Regions from separate parts of the Rattus norvegicus genome. Here region 1 is linked to region 2. The links are chromatin contacts, called in public HiChIP or PLAC-seq maps. All regions are on one chromosome and are shown on one strand. The core of a region is the stretch at or near the end of the contact, and the rest is flanking DNA. Distances in the headings are between cores, read along the strand shown. Region 1 has its middle 45 kb from the start of Slc22a16. Region 2 overlaps Cdk19 (cyclin-dependent kinase 19).

Evidence for each region. HiChIP or PLAC-seq counts read pairs in DNA pulled down with a chosen protein or histone mark.
Region 1: an H3K27ac HiChIP or PLAC-seq map of oligodendrocytes shows a contact between it and region 2, with 5 times the contacts expected there. The contact joins two enhancer-like sites. A contact is called at or near these places in 1 of 12 Hi-C or Micro-C datasets (hepatocytes) and 1 of 1 datasets of contacts at active chromatin or transcription factors (oligodendrocytes).

What each region holds. Positions count from the first base shown.
Region 1 is chr20:45,480,417-45,484,647 of GRCr8, forward strand. No RefSeq gene overlaps it. Among named protein-coding and RNA genes, the nearest start is that of Slc22a16, 45 kb to the right of the region's middle. Within about 2 kb of position 2,190, at least 53 of the 93 cell types and tissues checked have an H3K27ac peak or open chromatin away from gene starts, as enhancers often do.
Region 2 is chr20:45,345,781-45,350,301 of GRCr8, forward strand. The region is part of intron 1 of Cdk19 (cyclin-dependent kinase 19); the gene reads left to right. Among named protein-coding and RNA genes, the nearest start is that of Cdk19, 23 kb to the left of the region's middle. Within about 2 kb of position 2,266, at least 71 of the 93 cell types and tissues checked have an H3K27ac peak or open chromatin away from gene starts, as enhancers often do.

The DNA.
Region 1 (4,231 bases), core at 940-3,439, 130 kb after region 2:
GGTTGTCAGTTAGCCAGAAGAGTCAGTTCTCCAGCTCATTCAGTCATACTCAGGAAGTGCATAGACTCCAGCCTGGACTCATGTCATAGAGTTATTTGTTTGCTTTTCAACCCCGAGACTCTAGACACGCTTCTCAAAAATAACAGACATGACTCTCAGGGCCTGATGTTTTCAGACACTCTAGAAAACAGTAACAGTAGCAACATGTCGAGGACACCCGTTTCCATCCAGACTCCTTCCTGTACACATTGTCTGTCTTGTTGGACTGTCGTGATTTTGTTAGTAGCTTAATTTCTTTTTTAAAAAAATCTGTTTAAAAAGGTTTCTCTGTCCTCACAGAACCCTGACCTGTAAACATCTTCCCCTCTCTGCCTTGCGTTCTCCAGCCTACAGGCCCGAATGCTGCTTCCCTGGCTTAACAGGAAACAGATTAGCACGCACTTCCGTTTGCCACGGCGCCACACCGCACGGCGCCACACCGCACGGCGCCACACCGCACGGCGCCACACCGCACGGCGCCACACCGCACGGGCGCCACACGGATGCTTGGTCATCAACAACCCATCTCTTTGCTCTCTCATCTTGAGCAGGAGTCTCTCTCTCTCTCTCTCTCTCTCTCTCTCTCTCTCTCTCTCTCTCTCTCTCTCCTCTTTCTCCTCTCTCTCTCCTCTCTCTCCTCTCTCTCTCTCTCTCTCCTCTTTCTCCTCTCTCTCTCCTCTCTCTCCTCTCTCTCCTCTCTCTCTCTCCTCTTTCTTCTCTCTCTCTCTCTCTCTCTCTCTCTCTCCTCTCTCTCTCTCTCTCTCCTCTTTCTCCTCTCTCTCTCCTCTCTCTCCTCTCTCTCCTCTCTCTCTCTCCTCTTTCTCCTCTCTCTCTCCTCTCTCTCCTCTCTCTCTCTCCTCTTTCTTCTCTCTCTCTCTCTCTCTCTCTCTCTCTCTCTCTCTCTCTCTCTCTCTCTCTCTCTCTCTCTCTCTCTCTCTGTCTCTCTCTTTGTCTTCAGGATGTGGAGCCCTACCTACCCTTAGTTATCCCCCCACCCCCACACCCCGCCTCTCCTTGCTGCTTTTTATGCTATAGATGTGCTGTCTGCAGATCCGTATCCCTTAGGTTTGAATTCTGGCGCCTGCTGTCTTGGGTCCTTATCCTGCGTTCTCTGGGAGATTAATGCACGTGTCCCGTCTTCATGAGATTCTTACAAATGCTGAACATGATTGCATGTGGAGGGTGTTGTAGACACTAATGAGTTTAAAACAAAACAAAACAAAACAATGTTTGGTTTTTTTTTTCTGTCATCAATATTTTTATGGCTTTTTATAGCTCCTTGGTGATTAGTCTGTAATAACAACGTGACAACACAGGATGCTGGTCTCCATATTAGATGCTCAATCAACTCCTGAAATTTTTAAACTTTCCTCTGCTTGTGGAGGCACACAGGAAGCTGTCGAGTGAGAATCACTGTTAGTCTGAGGCTAGCCTGAGCTATACAGTGAAACCCGGTTTCAAACAAACAGACACCACTCTTGCCTGAAGTGGGTGCTAGGAACTGAACTCAAGTCTTCTGCAAGAACAGAACGTGCTCTTCACCTCCTCCACCATCTCTCCAGCCTAAAGAAGTTGCTGGCTATTGTTTTCCTGTCCACGTGAAGAAACGGGGACTGACTGATCAACGGGCAGAAGGCCTCTCCAGCCAGCCGTGTCCTGCTCCCCCACATCTCACCCCAACAAAGCTTTCTTCCCAGGGGCAAAGTTTAAAGAGCCTGAAGGCCCCTTCACTTGCCATAGGGCCATTGTAGAGGCTGTGTCACGAGTACGTTTGGAATACAGAAAGTGTGTGCTGTCACCAGATGCCTCCTCTTGACCCAGTTTCAAAATCTTCCTCTTTCAGACTTTGCCCAAGTGAATTCTCTCTGCAAATGTACAGGTTAAAGAAGGTAAAGCCATGAGTACACGTGCCGGTGGGGTCCACTCTATTTTACTTCTACGTGATGCGCCTTACCCCGAGTGAACTTGACAGGGGCCCTACGGACTCCTAAACGAGCTGGCCCAGCACTGGTCCACCAGTGTGAGCAGCAGAGAGACAGGAGAGGGCAGGGCAAAAGAGCCACAGAGAAGGAAACCCCGAACACTGCCAACCGCCTCGTGTGCTCTGCACAAACACAAGTTCCGCTCCTTTGTGCCGTCCTGGAGCATTTGCCAGGTCCCAGGTCACGTTGCAGGGGACCATGTGGCCTGCAATGAAAGGTCCTATTGTGACCGCTGGTCAACAAGGCAGGGCAAAGTCTGTCGGGTGCAGCAAAAAACCGGGAACCTCCCCCGCTTTTACGTGCTGAGAAGTGTGCGTTTCGTATTGTGCAGATGGGGTGGGGGCCGTTCCTTTAAAGAAAACAAAACAACAAAGCCAGAGTGAGGAAAGAGAGATACTTATCTACTCATCGTCTCGGCTCCAGAGGTTTTAAAATAACGTAAGCCTTCGGCTGTTTCCCTTGTCCTGCCCGCTTTTTCTCTCTCTTACAGCTGGCACTTAAAAAAAAACAAAACTTCCCCTCGTAGCAGCCCCAAGCTTCTGTTGGGAATTCTCACTCATCAAGAGAAGGCAGATTGTTTAGAAATATGTAGATAGATTCCATCAGTATTCCATCCACATGCTCAGAGACATGGAAAAACTTCTAATACAAAGCTCCAACTGGTTTGGGGCAGTTGCTGTAGGCAAATTGCTGTGCAGAAAGCTGAACATGTGTGGAAAATATGAGCGATTGTTGAATGTGGCGGTGCGCGCTTATAACGCCAAATCTCGGGAGGGAAACTGAGGCGGGGGCACCAGGAGTGCAGGGTGAACCTGGAACGCAGAGTGAGATCCGTCTCAAAAATAAGTCAATAAAAACAAAAGAAGAAAGACCCAAAAACGAACGAGGAATAGGAGACAAATGCTTACTGCTTGGGCTTACGTGGGTAAATCAGTCCAAGTGCTTGGCATACCTGGCTGGGTCCCAGGTTCCTTGTCTGTGGATGACACACAAGCTCACAGGGTCCTTGATGCTCAACTCCAACCCCAGCTTGGCTCTCTGCCTCATGCCAGTGTGTCAGCTCCATGAGGTCCAATCATTCTGGAATTGGCCGGCCTAGGTGATAGCCACAGGGGCTGGAAGTCCACATTTCCAACGTAGCAATTTCAGTGGAGCTGACATCCCCGAGAGCATAGACGACAGTAAGTGCTGGAATGAGGAAGGGAGCGAGACCTGGAGAACAACAGACCCCATCTATACCCTAACACGCAGGACCCAAATTCTCCGAACTGTTCCTTTTCTCCCCAGACAATTCCCACCGAAGTCAGCAGACCAGGGCAAATGACTTTCTTCTGCCTCAGTTTTTCCACAGCAAATGGATAAAGATTTAGGTGATCTCTAAAATCCAGCTAACCGCTAGTGCACACGACTCTAGAAACTTCCAGAAGTAGCCATTAAGACTTGGTTCTGGGGTTGGGGATTTAGCTCAGTGGTAGAGCGCTTGCCTAGCAAGCGCAAGGCCCTGGGTTCAGTCCCCAGCTCCGAAAAAAAAAAAAAAAAAAAAAAAAAAAAAAAGACTTGGTTCTGAAGTAAAACACTGGACGAAATGTTTTGTTTTTCCTCTGAGACAGGCTGGCCCTGAACTTGCGGGTTCAAATAATCTCCCTATTGTGGCTACAGAGTGCCAGAGACTAGAAGCACATGATACTCCATTAAATTGTTTAAACCAATGGTTTACAGGCCCAGGGCCACAGACAGCACAAGGTTGAGAATTTCTGAGTGGGAATAAGTCTTATGATTACCCCCAGCTTAATCCCTAGAGAGTTCCTGGCTGAGGGAGGCTTCTAGGACAGGCTCAGAGTCACTGGGTTAATGGCGGTCAGAAGGTCAGAAGGACTTGAATTTGTAACTTCCCTGGCCACTTCCCAAGAGGAATTCAAGTAGAGCCAGACAATCCAGTAGATCACCTGGGATCCAGCCAGACAATCCAGTAGATCACCTGGGATCCAGCCAGACAATCCAGTAGATCAGATGGGATCCAGCCAGATAATCCAGTAGATCACCTGGGATCCAGTATCGGGGGCCCAGGATTCACAGGGCAGTCTCTGTAGCAGAGAAATACAGCTGTGGGTTTGCAATATGTCCTTGGAGTATTTTTTAATATTTATTATGTATTGTGTTCTAGCTTCATGGCAAAAAAGGGCATCAGGTCCCATTACAGATGGTTGGGA
Region 2 (4,521 bases), core at 1,016-3,515:
TATATGAGTATACTGTCACTGTCTTCAGACACACCAGAAGAGGGCATCAGATCCCATTACAGATGGTTGTGAACCACCATGTGGTTGCTGGGAATTGATTTCAGGACCTCTGGAAGAGCAGTCAGTGCTCTTAGCTGCTGAGCAGTCTCTCCACTTTGAGTCATCTCTTCAGCCCTGTTTTTTGTTTTTTAAAGTGTGTGTGTGTGTGTGTGTGTGTGTGTGTGTGTGTGTGTGTGTGTGTGTGTGTTTATGTGTATGGGTGTGGGTGTGGGTGTGTGTATGGGTGTGGGTGTGGGTGTGGGTATGGGTGTGTGCACGTGCGTGCTTGTACACACACACATTTGCGTGTATGTGCCACAGGCATGTGTGTGGTGGTCTGATGACAACTTGTAGGATCCAGGGATTGAGCTCAGTTTGACAGGTTTGGTGACAAAGTGCTTTTATCTGCTTATCTTACCAGCCTCTTTTCTTTTCTTTTTTTGGATTAGAAAATGCTTGCAGTATAATTAAATGTCAGTAAGTTTAAGAGGCAAAATCACAAAACTTTAAGAATTTATAACATTGTGTTGGGCACGTCCTTCTTTTTTTTTTTTTTTTTGGACAAGGTCTGGCTGTGTCCCTCTAAGATCTGGAACTCACCTTGTAGACCAGGCTGGCCGGCAGCTTACAGAAAATTGCTTGCCTTTCTCTCGGCTGAGGGTGTGCAGCACCGGGCTGAGAGGGCGCCAGTGTTAAGACAAAGCTTCCTTCCACTTTCCTGTTCTTTGGTGAGACTTTGAGCACTGTTACATAAAGGGTCACATTCTTCTTCTAGTAGCTAGTAAACAGGTCTTGGAGGTTTCCTTCCTCTCAGGTTTTGGAGACTCTGTCTCACTTGTAGCTCAGATTGGCCTTGAATGTAAAGCTTCCAGCCTTCACCTCAATTCTCAGGTTACTGCCCAGTTTATCCTGGGTTATCCCTTTAAAAAATGCCTGTTATTAGAGAAGAGTGAAACAACATTACAGATCCAATTCTTTTACTTGATTAAGTGTTTAATATTTTATAGGAATGGTTTCTGAAAGTCCTGTTCCATGGTTATTTTGATTTTGCAGTATTGGACCAGAATTCATTTCGGCCTTCCTGCCTAGCATGCCTTACTCATCCCAGCATTGCCGCCCAAACTAAGCTCTGCCTTTGGAGTAGCTTTAGCTCCACAGTCCTCCCTCTCCCCCCTTCCTCTGCGTCTACGTCCTTCCAGGTGTGCTTTAAAATGTTCCCCGTATATGTTCAATAACTTCTGGTTCTTAGAGAATATGCCCTGGACTACAGGATTCCCCATATTTTATTTTGTGAGGTTTATTTTTCTATTTAATACCTTTTATTTTCCACGTGCATGTATTGGTTCTTTCACATAATTACAAAACAGTTGTTGTTTCAGTTCATAGGAATCCACACTTTTGTGTGGTTAGTTTTTCCAGCAGCAGACATTTTTTGAAGTATGTACAGTGATTCAAGCTCAGTCTGCCTTTGGGCTTTTCTTTTTGCATAATCAGTTGTAAAATAAATGATGATCTGTGTATTAGTGATACTTCATTGATTTTCTCATTGTCAGAGCTAAAGTCTGAGTTCCTTGGCAGATACGTAGACTTCCATAGGCATTTGACATTTTATGTTTTGGGCAGTGTAACACAAACTCTGCTCTTTGCCTCTGCTGTGTTGGGAGATTCCGGGAGGGGTTTGTGTATGGACCTCAAGTGTTGGAAGTTGTAGACTTTTCAGCAGAAAGTAAAGAGTGTTGCCTTTTGGTGTCTGTCAGTGTGTGTGCTGGGGTGGGATGTATCAAGTGAGAGCTTTCTGTGTTAAAGGATACAACAATTGGATCACTTTGATCACATCCACGATGCATTTTTATTCATTATTACTCAAGTCTGGAAAGAAAGAAAAGACTTGAGAGCTGCTAAGATAGCTCAGTGGGTGCAGCATTGGGTGCCAATAACTGCTGACTTTTAATCCCTGGGACCCGTGCAGTGGCGGGAGAGAGGCAGGTGGCCTTTGACTGCCACTGCACACTGCCGTTTGTGTGCTTGCTTGCGTGTACACCCACAGACCAGAGCAACAAAGATCAGGAAACTGTACAGAGCTGCAGAGTGACTTTCACTTTCTCTGACATTAAGTTTGGGAGTGATTAATAAGAGAGAACACTGGTATATTGTATAGTATGACTGTGCCATTTCTCAGACTTAGCTGCACTGTGGTTTCTTCTGGGAACTTGTCCAAGTCATTATTCATGTTGTATTCTTCCCTACTGCTCCTTTTACTGAAAGATTGCTTCACAGTAAATAGAGGCAGCCTAATCCATGACTCATGACTGGAGGATAGACATTCTGTGTCAGGTTCCATGTGCCAGAAATGCTAGTCTCCAGCATGCTAACTACCTCTCCTCCCAACTTGTTAATATGCTCTTCTCAAGTTTGTGCTTGTTTTAGTAGAGAAACAAACACATCCCACATACTTGTAAAATACGTTTTTATAGAGGCCTTTTTAATGAGTGGCTTTTAAAGAAAATAATGAAATTAGGATCAGAAATTCTGATATACCTTTCTTGGGCAATGTTTCTTTGACCAAAAAAAAGGGAATCATTTTGCCATCTATGTGCCAAATCTTATAAATACTACTTTTATGAATACGTAACTTTATGAACCTTCTCCACAGTACTGGAACAATTCCTCTAACAGTTGTGCATAGGCACACGCGTGCTGCACATCCCCGCGTGTGAGTGTGGGTGAGCGTGCATCCTGAGTGCTGGTTCTCGCCTGGCGCCCTGTTTGAGAGTCTCTTTTCCAGTTGATACCAGGCGTCCTGCCTGCTTTTCCAGCCCATCCACCAGCCTGGTGGTCTGTGAGTTCTGCAGAGTTTCTGCCTTTGTCTCCTACTTCTCTGTGGGCGCACAGGGATCGCAGATGTCACATAGCACATAGTCAGGCTTTTATAAGACTTCTGGGCATTTGAACTCACTCAGGTCTTCACTCTTGCATGTTTGTGTGGCCCCACTTCTACCTAGTGAGGCAGCCTTCTCAGGTGTAGTAGCTTTACTTTTGTTGGAAGCAGGGTACCAGGTCTCACTGTGTAAACCTGGCTGGCCTGGAACTTTCTGTGGTAGACTGTGTGGGACTCTAATTCTCAGAGATGCTTGTGCCTCTGTCCCTTTAATGCTGAGATTAACGTTGTGCATCAGCACATTTGGTTTAGATTCGTGCCTTAATAAAAGATCTGAGCAGCTAACATGTTTAACAATATATGTACTGCAAAGCATAGAGTTCATAGCAAGGTCAATTGTAGTAGATTCTGAATGAGCATTAGAATAGCTGTTTTCTAGCTTAATTTTATTAGATGTTTAGAGTAATTGTTTTATGTCCTTTGGAAATCATGATCTTTTAGGAGTCAAGTAGGTGGCTGTACATTGCATCTGACGTGGAGGATGCACAGTGGATGCGAGGCTGACATCGCCAGTCAACTGAGTCATTTCCTCCTGTCTCTTAGACGCAATAGATGGGGTTTCAGATTAGTTAATGGAGGAAGCTTGGCATACAACACCTTTACATCGGAACTCTGCCTCTTACTTTCTTTAATGACTATTTTTAATTTACCAGTAGTAATTGAAAGCAATTTTCTTGAGAATTTCTACTTCATTTCCAAATTAATTGGTTATTTTTATCATTTTTGAATTTTATACACAGTTATTTAACTGTGATATGGTATATATGGGTAGAATTAAGAGTCTCAGTAGATTATCAAAACAGAAAGATGTCTCATCTATCCCCTACCCCCTTTTAGTTTCTTTGAGGAGGATGAGATTAAATATATGGTTGTAAAATATTTTTTAAAAAGTGTGTGTGTGTGTGTGTGTGTGTGTGTGTGTGTGTGTGTGTGTGCGCGCGTACGTGTACGTGTACGTATGTACCAATGGAGGTAGGAGACATTGGATTCCCTTTGGAAGTGAATTTTGGTCCTCTACAAGAACAGAGTTGACTCTTAACTGCTGAATCATTTCTCCAGGGTGTTACCTCCCTGTACCCTTCTCTGTTTGAGAGAGTCTCATGTAGCTTTGGCTGGGCCTTTGTTAATTAACTAGGGTTGGCAGTGAACCTCTGATTTTCCTGATTCTGCCTCCCAAGTCCAAAGTTACAAGCCTGTACCATCATGCCTGGTTTATCTGTGCTGGGAATTAAACCTAGGGCTTCGTGTATGCCAGACAGGTACGATACCAACGGAGCTGCACCTCCAGTCTGTAGCATACGTTGTACATACGAGACCATTGTTTTCAAAGTAATGCTCTTAAAGGTCCTCTGTTCTCCCGTCTCCCTTCTAAGCCATGGGCATTTAACATCTCCCTTTGGACATTACCAAAGCGCTCAACTTTTCAGTCCTAAACTTGATCAGTCTGCTGTCTGTAACTCTGTGACTGCAGCTCTGTTACCTGTTGCCCGGCCTGCTAACAGGAGTCATTCTGGGCTGTCTGTTGTTGTTTTCCTAGTGTCCCT